Regions from separate parts of the Canis lupus genome. Here region 1 is linked to region 2. The links are chromatin contacts, called in public Hi-C maps. All regions are on one chromosome and are shown on one strand. Each heading gives the region's core, a stretch centred on a gene start, on an enhancer-like site or on the middle of the called end of the contact. The rest is flanking DNA. Distances are from core to core; before and after follow the strand shown.

The links. A called contact is a pair of places that touch in the nucleus more often than the background predicts.
Region 1: a contact with region 2 is called in a Hi-C map of blood, with 5 times the contacts expected there. The contact joins the promoter of MEAK7 here to the enhancer-like site in region 2. A contact is called at or near these places in 4 of 9 Hi-C or Micro-C datasets (amygdala, blood and liver).

The regions. Positions count from the first base shown.
Region 1 is chr5:68,453,977-68,459,192 of UU_Cfam_GSD_1.0, forward strand. It overlaps MEAK7 (MTOR-associated protein MEAK7), which reads left to right and starts at 2,766. Exons shown (of 10, transcript XM_038538141.1): 1 at 2,766-2,879. The coding sequence starts at 2,794. LOC102152359 (a long non-coding RNA gene) reads left to right here. Exons shown (of 3, transcript XR_005358931.1): 3 at 963-1,136.
Region 2 is chr5:68,277,105-68,282,107 of UU_Cfam_GSD_1.0, forward strand. The region is part of intron 1 of USP10 (ubiquitin carboxyl-terminal hydrolase 10); the gene reads right to left. Among named protein-coding and RNA genes, the nearest start is that of USP10, 27 kb to the right of the region's middle. Within about 2 kb of position 3,432, at least 1 of the 20 cell types and tissues checked has an H3K27ac peak or open chromatin away from gene starts, as enhancers often do. A contact at or near this core is called in blood, where this site is marked.

The DNA of each region.
Region 1 (5,216 bases), core at 1,516-4,015, 180 kb after region 2:
ATGGCCAGTGGGGGGAAGGAAAGCCCATGTCTGGGTTTAGAGTTGAAACATGGCCAGGAAGCATCTGACTGGTAGGGAGGGTGGAGTTAAGGGTTGGCAGAAAGAGTTTGGAAAGGCGACAGACCTTTGACTCAAGATAGGGAAATGTTCAGATGGCCTTTGGGTTCTTTTTAAGCCTAGACATTCCTGTAGATTTCTTTCTCTCCCATCTGTTTCCCCATGATTGCCTCTCAATGTGTGTTTTTTTCTCCTTGACGGGTCCCAAACCTCTCTGATACAGACCCCCCCCCCCCCCCCCCCCCGCCAGCCCCTCCCTTCAGTGTAATCCTCATCCCCCACCTCCCATTCATTCAGCAAGTGCAGGTGATGATGAAGCAGGGGATGCTGAGAGCCTGTCGCTCACTGCTGTGTCCCACTGCCTGGCATGTAGGAGCTGTTCATTGTGCCTCTATAAACTGGAGAGACAGGCACTGCCCTTGTCCTTTTGGACCTTAGGTCCCACCAGCCTAAGACCACCTAGTCTGGCAAAGCAGATTCGTTTATGCACTGCACCAGGAACCCTGAGCAGCTCACCTGACAAAGGTAAAGAGTGAGCTTTCATAGGATTTTGTGGAAGGTGGGGTTTGGGTGAATTGTGAGAGAAGCAGTTTTTCCACAGGCTTGGTGCAAAGCAGGGCCATGTGGGCCTGCCTGAAACCAGGATCAGGTCAGGGCTGCAAAGTGGACCAGCTCCCATTCCCTTGGGAACCACAGAGCTATTCTGGAGCTCTGCACACGGGTTGGAAATCCAGGCTCTTCTCTGGCAAAGGTGGCTTAAATTCTCTAGGCGGGAGCAGGATGTTTCATTCTTAAATGATGGAATTTCAAACAGCAAAGTTGTTGCTAATCTATGATTTTGGAGTTTAAAGTTGTTTTTGAGTAAAACATTCATTACTCAAAGGGATTATTGTGATACTTTACAGGTGCAGCCATGTGTCCCTGAGAAAGAACATTTCCTGTGAACTTTAGGAAGAGTAAAAACGGGATCCCTGGGTGGCGCGGCGGTTTGGCGCCTGCCTTTGGCCCAGGGCGCGATCCTGGAGACCCGGGATCGAACCCCCACGTCGGGCTCCCGGTGCGTGGAGCCTGCTTCACCCTCTGCCTGTGTCTCTGCCTCTCTCTCTCTCTCACTGTGTGTCTATCATAAATAAATAAATAAAAATTAAAAAAAAAAAAAGGAAGAGTAAAAACTTTCAGCTGGCTTTCTCTGTGTCTGTTCCTGGGGCCTGATGAATGGGCCAGCGGATCCCGGAATACCCACTCTCAGTCTAGGGGCAGGAGGGGTATTTGTACATTAAGTGCTCCATTGGCTCCAGTGGGAGGAGAGGGGGAAGGGATGGGCTGGAGGAGGCAAAGAGGCTGGGAAGGAGGCTGTTACTGATGTCTGGCCTGAGAGGGGACTCCAGGGCTTGGAGGGAAGGGGTGGATGCAGAAGCTGTCTTGGAAGTAAAACAGAACCTGGGGACAGAGGGAAGAGGAGGCAAGGGAGGTGCTGACGTGCACTAAGGCAGGAACTAAGAGGAGCAGTTTTGGAGGGAAGAGGCTGTTTGGTTTCTGCTGGGGTGAATTTCAGGTGCAGCCGTGCAGAGATGCTGGATAAGCAAACATGGGGTCAAAGTGCAGGCCAGAGGCCCAGCGGGGAGCGCAGGTTTGGGGGGTCAGCACAGTGGACAGGTGGAATACAACTCACAGGAAGGCTGTTCTCTCAGGGAGGCATGCGTGGCCCTGGGAGAGCAGCGGGAGGAAGGCCAGCAGAGCCTGGGTGAAAACCACCTGGGAGAGGGGAGGAGAGAAGCCAAGGACTGGTGACCGCGAAGCCCAGAAAGCAGGGTTTTAATAAGGAGGTCGATGGAGGCCGATGCCCGCTGTGAACCTGCACAGGAGGCTGAAAGTGCCAGCTGGACTTAGGTGCCTGGGACTAGGTTTCAGGGGTTGGGGGAACTAATGAACAAGTGGGTCAACAGTCTGGAAACATTTGGGATTGAAGGGGGTGGGGGTCAGGGAGAGTCCGCGATCGAGGCTGGAACAGACACGGGCACGTTTAAATGCTGCTGGGAAGGAAGACTCCGAGAATGCAGGCAGAGGACCTGGTTCCCTGGGGCAGGTGGGGGAGGTGGTGGGCAGGGGCAGGAGCACAAACTCCAGGGTAGGAGGCTGCATCTTCTCCAGGTGGAAGGGGCTTCTGCCCCAAACCGGAGGTAGCAGGCTGCCTGGGTCCGGCTCCGCAGGAGCGTCCCACAGCGGCTTACCCGCCTCTTCCCTCACTGCCTCCACGGGGCCGGCTCTCGACCCCCGCTCGGACTCCCCCTCCCTCTCCAGGTGCTCCCCGCTGGCCCGGCCCGAACCTGCAGCTTCTCTCCATCCCAGCCCGGCTTCCAGCGCTGCCCCAGCTGCTCCCGCCGGCGTCCCGCCCCGCCCAGGTGTTGCTGCGGGCCCCGCCCCGTTCCCGCCCCGCCCCGCAGGTGGCCCCGCCCCCGTCCCTCCCCGCCTGCTAGCCCCGCTCCCGCCCACGCCCCGTCCCGGACAGCCAGGCCGGCCCGCGGGCCCCGCCCCCGTTCCTGCCCACGCCCCGCCTGTGGCCCCGCCCCGTTCCCGCCCCCGCCCCGCCCCTCCTGCTGGCCCCGCCCCGTTCCCGCCCACGCCCCCGCCCACGCCCGCTGGCCCCGCCCCATTCCCGCCCCGTTCCCGCCCCGCCCCGCCCCGCCGGCGTCTAGGGCTCGGCCCCCTCAGCTTCTGCGTCCGCTATTGGGGCAGATGGCTGCCCGTCAGTGCCGTCACCTGGCATCGGGGGCGGGCTGCTCCGGGAAAATCCACGCCGGCATCCGGACAGGCGGGTTCCGGTGGGTGCTGGGTGCCGGGTGCCGGGCCCTGGGTGCTGGGGCCTGGGTGCTGCGGCCTGGGGCTGCGGTGAGCTGAGCAGGCCCGGCGGCCCAGAGGTAGCATCCGAGCGGGGAAGGCGGGGTGGGCGCGGTGGCCGAGGGGGCCTGGGCCCTGCCCCTCCTCTGGGCCCCAGGGCGGGCGACGTGGGACTCTGGGGGGAAGGCGGTTGCGAGGGACGGAGGCGTCCGCAGACTCGGCCCGCGTCCCTGCCTTTCGCGCGGTCGAGGCCAGAGGGTCCCCAGGTGGCGGCCGCCCCGCCCCGCCCCGCCCCGCCCCGCCCCGGGGAAGAGCAGAGCAGCGAGGGCTGCAGACCCGGGAAGAGCTGCGGCGCCCCCGCGGGGGCGGGCGGGGGGGGGGGGTGCGCCGGCCTGTGTTGGGGGCGTCTCGTATTGACTGCGCGGCAGGCCTTGCCCAGGAAAGCGGAGCAGGTGGCTAAACTCGGCGCCTCGGGGAGAGCCCTAGAAAGCCGTCCAGGGCTCGCGCCCCTGCGGACGAGCCGGTGGGCTCCCTGGAGGCGGGGACGCCGGCCCAGGGCAGGAGCAGGACAGTCCAGCACCTTGCAGCGAGCGGGGACTGTACAACCTGAAGGCGGCCCACGCCCGAGGGACCCTTGGCTGAGGGGTTTCTGGTGCCGGGATGTCAACAGGGTCAACAGGGCTTGACGTCCCAACGTCCAGATGAGGGGGCTGGACTCTCCCCAGAAAGGGGGCGCTGAGGGCCAGGTGCTGCCACGACAGCGGCCCCTGGCAGGATGGAGTTGGGTGTCGGCTGGTTGGAGGGGAGGGCACCCCGAGGTCGGCAGGCCCTGAGCACGGAGCTGTCCCAGGACGCCAGCCAGAACCGCAGCCGCGCTCTGCAGCAGGACCGCCCCTGGCTCTGCCCCAGCCCGAGGGGCCTCCTTGCTTCCCTCCTTCCTGGGCAGGGATTCAGACTTGCCTTGCTTGCGTCTGTCTCCAACCCGGGACCGACCCCAGAAAGCAGAATTAAATGACCTAATTAACCCGACTTAATCTCTTCTGCTTCATTGTCCTGAAGTTGGAAAAGGCTTAGCGAACTCGGGTCTGCGCATCTTTGCTCACGCCGTAACCTCAGAGCCCAGCGCCCCTGTGCCGAGAAGCAAGCATTGAGGATTATCTGTGCGCTTCGGTGCCACCGGCCCTTGAGCTCTGCCCCACTGCCACACATCCCAGGAAACCCAATTTGTCGCCTTCAGCCCTACTAACGTTTGGGGCCAGGTAATTTGTTGGGGAAGGGGCTATCCTCTGCAGTGTAGGATATTCAGCACTCCCGCTTTCTGCCCACTAGTTGCCAGCGTCACAGCTTTCCCTGCCAGATGTGCCCTGGTGGGACAAAATGACCCCCAGTTGAGAACCACTGGCATAAGCAATCTTAAAGTCGCATTGGGGTGTGGCCTCCTGAAGAAGAACTTGGTATACGTAACCTCCAGAAGGCTGAGGCCAGCGTCGGGATGTTTTGTGCACAGCTTGCCAAGAAAACAAGCTGTCCTACGTAGGGAGGTACACCTGGGATGGTAGCCTGGGACGGAGAGTTCAGGAAGTTGTATTTAGGGAAGAGTAGGGATGCAGCCAAGGCCTTCATTTCTTCCCCAGAGTTGATTAGAGGGATTTCTGGCAGGATCCCAGTGATGGAGGCTCGAATGGTGGTGGTGGTGGAGACACACACACACACACACACACACACCTGGCACCATTGCCATCCTTCATCCTGCCCTGCCGGGCTCTTGCAAATGATGTGGGGCTGTCCTTGTGCCTGTTTGCAGCTATGTCCCCTCTGCAGCGCTCTGCAGACCCCAAGAACAGAGATTCAGGGGGCAGGGCCTGTCTCAGAGGCTGCTGCCCTCCCCACCCCCGTGACTCCAGGCCTATGGCTCCTGCTCGAGGCTGCTGCTCACCCTTCTCCTTCCTACTCAAGAAACCTGTGTTGCCTGCCATGTGCCCCATTCCTGGGCATTGCCCAGGGTCTCCTCCTGGCACTGCCCCTGTGCCCACCCTGGTCTGCCCCTCGCCTGTCCTATGGGTTGGCAGCTGGCCCTGCCCTGTTCCTTCCTCATAGTGATTGGCCCCAGGAGGGCTGGCCAGGCTGCTGTGTCCTGCTGCTGTGTTTTCAGACAACACTGGAGGAACCAGCTCTAGTGGGTGGGAGGAGGAGGTGGGGGTGGCTGGGTGGGGATAGCTGAGGGGAGTCTCTGGTTCCCCTCTGCACACCAGACCTCGCCTCGGGGATCTTGCTTTGCACCCCTGCCCTTCTGTGCATGCCGCCCCTCACTTCCTGGGTGA
Region 2 (5,003 bases), core at 2,182-4,681:
AGAACTTGATGAGAACATTTAATCCAAAAAAGCCGTCATAAGCAACTGCTAACTATCAACTATGCAACACTAAAATATCACTTAGCACTCAACAAATGGCTAGCTGGAGCTGTGTTACTCCACTGTGATTTCCTGAACGCAGGCTCACATGCGGCAACAAACAACGCCATCAAAGTACCCGTGAATCACATCCTCCTGTCACACAATCAGACCAATTTTCAATCCTTCAAATGCACCAGTCTGAAAGTGAGCAGTTACACCTCCACAATATAAAGAATGGTCGTTTCAGTTCTGTGACTGAGATGACAGAGGGGACTGCTAGGAAGCTGGTGCCAAAAATGGCAGCGCTTGTGCACAGTGCTCACCTCCCCAAGGAGTCTGGTTAGGATTCGTTTCCTCCAGAGTGAGTATTCCCCATATGCCCACAGCACATAAACGACACAGATCTTTTTCCTCTGTGCCTGTACACATACTGCTTATGCTTAACCAGAAATGCAAATGTAACGAAGGACTGCAGTAGAGGAGGGAGTTCATTCTCAGATCAGCAGAGTTCAAGCCACTGGGGTCTCAGGCAAGGGAAAGTTTCCCAAAAGAGAATTCCCACCCTTCACAATGCATGCAACAAAAAGGACAAATCTTTCTTTCTAGGTACAGTAACAAATACCTCTTTGGTAACCATTCAAATGTTCACTTGGAACGATATAACAAAATATCCCATAAAAACTCTGAGGCTATGACATCATTTCAGAGTTTAACAAAATCACCTGCATCATTAAAAACTTACCACAAGAACCATTACCAAGAATAAGTATTTATTATTCACACTGTTCCAGAAAGGCAAATAGGAGAGTTGCTTATAAAAGTTAGCTTATGGGGATCCCTGGGTGGCTCAGCGGTTTGGCGCCTGCCTTTGGCCCAGGGCGTGATCCTGGAGTCCCGGGATCGAATCCCACGTCGGGTTCTGGCATGGAGCCTGCTTCTCCCTCTGCCTGTGCCTCTGCCTCTCTCTCTATCATGAATAAATAAGTAAATCTTTAAAAAAAAAAAAAAAAAAAAAAACCTTACATAAATCATTGGGAGGAAGAAAGGTAATTTTTAAATGTCCTGTTAAAATCGACAAAAACAAAGGTCAAATATTTATTCGAGAGCAATCCCAGTGCATGGACAGAGAACACTGTCCTGCATTTTATTGACAAGTATTTAACTTAATATGCTTGACGAAAGGTCGAAGCCACACAGCGTTGTGATGCTGAAGAGTCTGTCACAGAAATTCACAATGGCCAAATGCCACTAACGTGTTCAGGTTCTGTATCTTCTCCAAAGGCCTTCCTAATTTTCAATCACAAATTATTCTACGTGTTTGGCAAAATGAAGAATGTGGTCAGAGAAGGGCAGGATTGTTTTCTTCAAAAAAAATCAGTGTTGTGAAAGGTTGTGGAAAAGTCCTGAATGACAGAAGCTAAAGAGACATGACAAGTAAATGCAGTGCTTGACCCCAGACTGGATCCCATCCTGGAGGGAAATGCTATAAAGATTATTAGGTCAACTGACAAAATTAGAATATGGACAGGTTATAAAAAGTATTGCACCAGTGTAGACTTATGAAAGCAGTAAACTATCTTACTGGTTACGTAAGAGAATATTCCTATTCTTAGGAAACACATTCAAGCATATGGGGGTAAAAGATCATGGTGCATAATCTCTCAAATCTGAGGGTAGAGGGAAAAGTGTGTGTCTGCATGTGTGCATGAGTTTGGGAGTATGTGTGTATGTGAAGAGAGAACTCAAGCACATGCCAACGATGGAGCAAAGGGCGTTAAATCTTAACTGGTCAATCTGGGTAAAGGAGTAAATGAGGGGGGTTCTTCATACTACTTTTAGTTTTGCAACTTCTGTAAATCTGAAACTATTTCCGAGTATAAGACATTCTCCTTCCTCTGGAGGTTTTTTTTTTTTTTAATTGTTTATTTATTTATTCATGAGAGAGGGAGAGACACAGGCAGAGGGAGAAGCAAGGCTCCCTGTGAGGAGCCTGATGCGGGACTCGATCCTAGGATCCCAGGATCACGACCTGAGCCGAAGGCAGACAGGCACTCAACCACTGAGCCACCCAGGCATCCCAAGACTTTACATGTATTAATAATCCTCCAGAGGGGAATGCCTGAGTGGCTTGGGATGCCTGGGTGGCTCATTGGTTGAGCATCTGCCTTCGGCTCAGGGCGTGATCCCAGGATCCCAGGATCGAGTCCCACATCAGGCTCTCTGCATGGAGCCTGCTTCTCCCTCGGCCTGTGTCTCTGTCTCTCTGTGTCTCTCATGAATAAATAAATTGTTTTTAAAAAATGTAAAGTCTTTTTTAGGGAAAAAATATTATAGGAGCCTGGGTTAAAAAAGATAAAAATGATTCTGCCTGATTTCACATTATTTATAATTTAGTGGGGAAGAAAATGTCACAGACTGCATGAATTAGTTTTGTCCTATTAGAGCAAAAAAAAAAAAAAAAAGATAAAACAGGGCAACTGAGTCTGCGTGGGAGAAGAAACAGTAGGAACAAGTGCATTATTTCTTGCATTTCCAAAGCCCAGTGCAGGGCCCAGCATAGATGCTCAATTCACAGGTTTGGTGAGGATAAAACATAAGAAGATGCCTGAAGGCCCTCTTTCGGCCCAAATGCATTACAAAAACATTTATTTTTTTTTATTTTTTTTATTTTTTTTACAAAAACATTTATATTGTCATTTAGAATTTCACTCTTCTAATAGCTATCACAAATACTATAAGGCAAAACTGGAAACTCCCTCTAGGTTTTTTTTTTTTTCTTTTTTTTTTTCATTTTTATTTATTTATGATAATCACACAGAGAGAGAGGCAGAGACATAGGCAGAGGGAGAAGCAGGCTCCATGCACCGGGAGCCCGATGTGGGATTCGATCCCGGGTCTCCAGGATCACGCCCTGGGCCAAAGGCAGGCGCTAAACCGCTGCGCCACCCAGGGATCCCTCCCTCTAGGTTTTAAGCAAACCCCACCAGAGTTGGATGAATAATGGAGTCATAAGGAACAAGAAAGCAAAATGGGATGCTCCCTTCCCAGCTGCCATCATGCCCAGAGGAAAGGCATGTGGTCAGAGGGCACGCCCCAAGGGCTTTTAGCCTCTCCATTCCCGTCTTACAGAGACAAGCCTGTGAGGTGTAGAGACTCTTGCCCACTACCAGGGACACAGCTGACTTCCCCTTATTTCCAACTAACCCCAGCTCAGGCTTTCAGAACTCCTAGTGTTCACATGTCTGATTATTTTTTTATCCTTTCAGAGACGATATGACAAAAATAGAAGTGCTGCAAGAAAAGGGGGCAAGCCCACAACACAGGATGAACACAAGACACCTCACTGAAGTGCAGCACCAGGATGTGGCTACTCTGGGTCTCATCGTTTGGAGACCCAAAGCCATGGCCCTTAGAGGGTCTTGCTCCGTAAACCCTGGGGAAAGGGTTGGGCAAACCTGGAAACACCATGTTCACGCTACAGGAAAAGCAAAGGTGCAATGTCAGGGCAAGGAAGGCCCCACCGCCGCCCCACCTACAGCTGGCTGTGCACAGATCTCCAGAAGCGGCAGCCAGGAGAAACAGGGCACCAGCACTCCAGTGCAGCACTAGGGGGCGCGGGAACACAGCATGTCATGCCTCCAGTCCAACTTTCAAAACCTCATCTCTAAAAGCACAAAGACGTATGTAGGGTGCCACCGAAGCATATTCTCTGCCTTCAAAGGGACTCATGGAAATAGGAGATCGGCCTCAGAGGAAAAATTTCAGATAAAGGCAGTGCAGTGAACGTGTGGCTGCACACCCACGGACCCCCTCAGTCTCCTGAGGCCGGCGATGAGGCTGGCAACTGGAGCCCAGCTCCCAGAAGCATCTCCTGCGCCCAGGCACCAGCTGAGCCTCGCAGGGACAGAAGCAGGCACCGCAAACAAGAGGCTAAGAGGCGCAAAGCCTCCTCCTCCCTCATTTCCCAACCCAAGAAAGATGAATTTGGGAGAGATGATGAAACAGGAAAGACTAACAAACTGTTCCGACGGTGAAGTGAGCCTTAAGTTTATCTTTAACATGAGGGTGTGCTGAACTAGAAACCCCCAGAGCTCTCCCTGGCTCCAAAAGTAGATCCTGGATCTAATAAGGACAAAAAAAACAAGGGTCTGGAAACATCCTCAGGTAAATCCATGCTACACATGGATGAAGCCTGAAAACATCATGCTGAGTAAAAGAACGAAGGGCCACAAGTTGTAGCATCCATTCATGTGAAATATCTGGAAGAGGCAAATCTCTAGAGGTGTAAAGTAGATTGTAGTTGTTAGGGGTTCAGGGAAAGGGGAAATGGGAAATCACAGCTATTGGACCTAGGGGTTCTTTTTAGAGTGACGAAATGTTCTAAAATTGACTTGGTGATGGTTGTATAACTCTGTGACCACACTAAAAATCAATGAAATGTACTCTTATCAAATAGGTGAATTCTAAATATGTAAATTTTATCTCAACAAAGTAAAAGAAGAAAAGTGCTTGCATAAGAAGTCTAATTTCTTCACTATACTTTTTTCTTAAGATTTTTTGAGAGAGAGAGAGAAAAAATGGGTGGGGCAAGGAGCAGAGCAAAAAGACTCCCCACTGAGCAGGGAGCCTGACAGGAGGCTCAATCCCAGGACGTGGGGATCATGACCTGAATTGAAGGCAGATGCTTAACCGACTGAGCCACCCAGGCACCCCTTTACTAAACTTTATTGATCATGCCTGCTACTTGATGAATACTAAGTGACATCTACTGAAAGTTCACAGCACACTTTCAACTCTACAAAGTGCTGTAGGTGGTTTGGGGACATGTGGCGATAACACTGTACAGGCAGTTGATGCACAGCAGGAACTGCATTGATTTAACCATATGTACTGAGCACCAACTATCCACACTGAGTTGTGCTAGATTATAAGAATAAACTAAATAAAACAGACACTGGGTT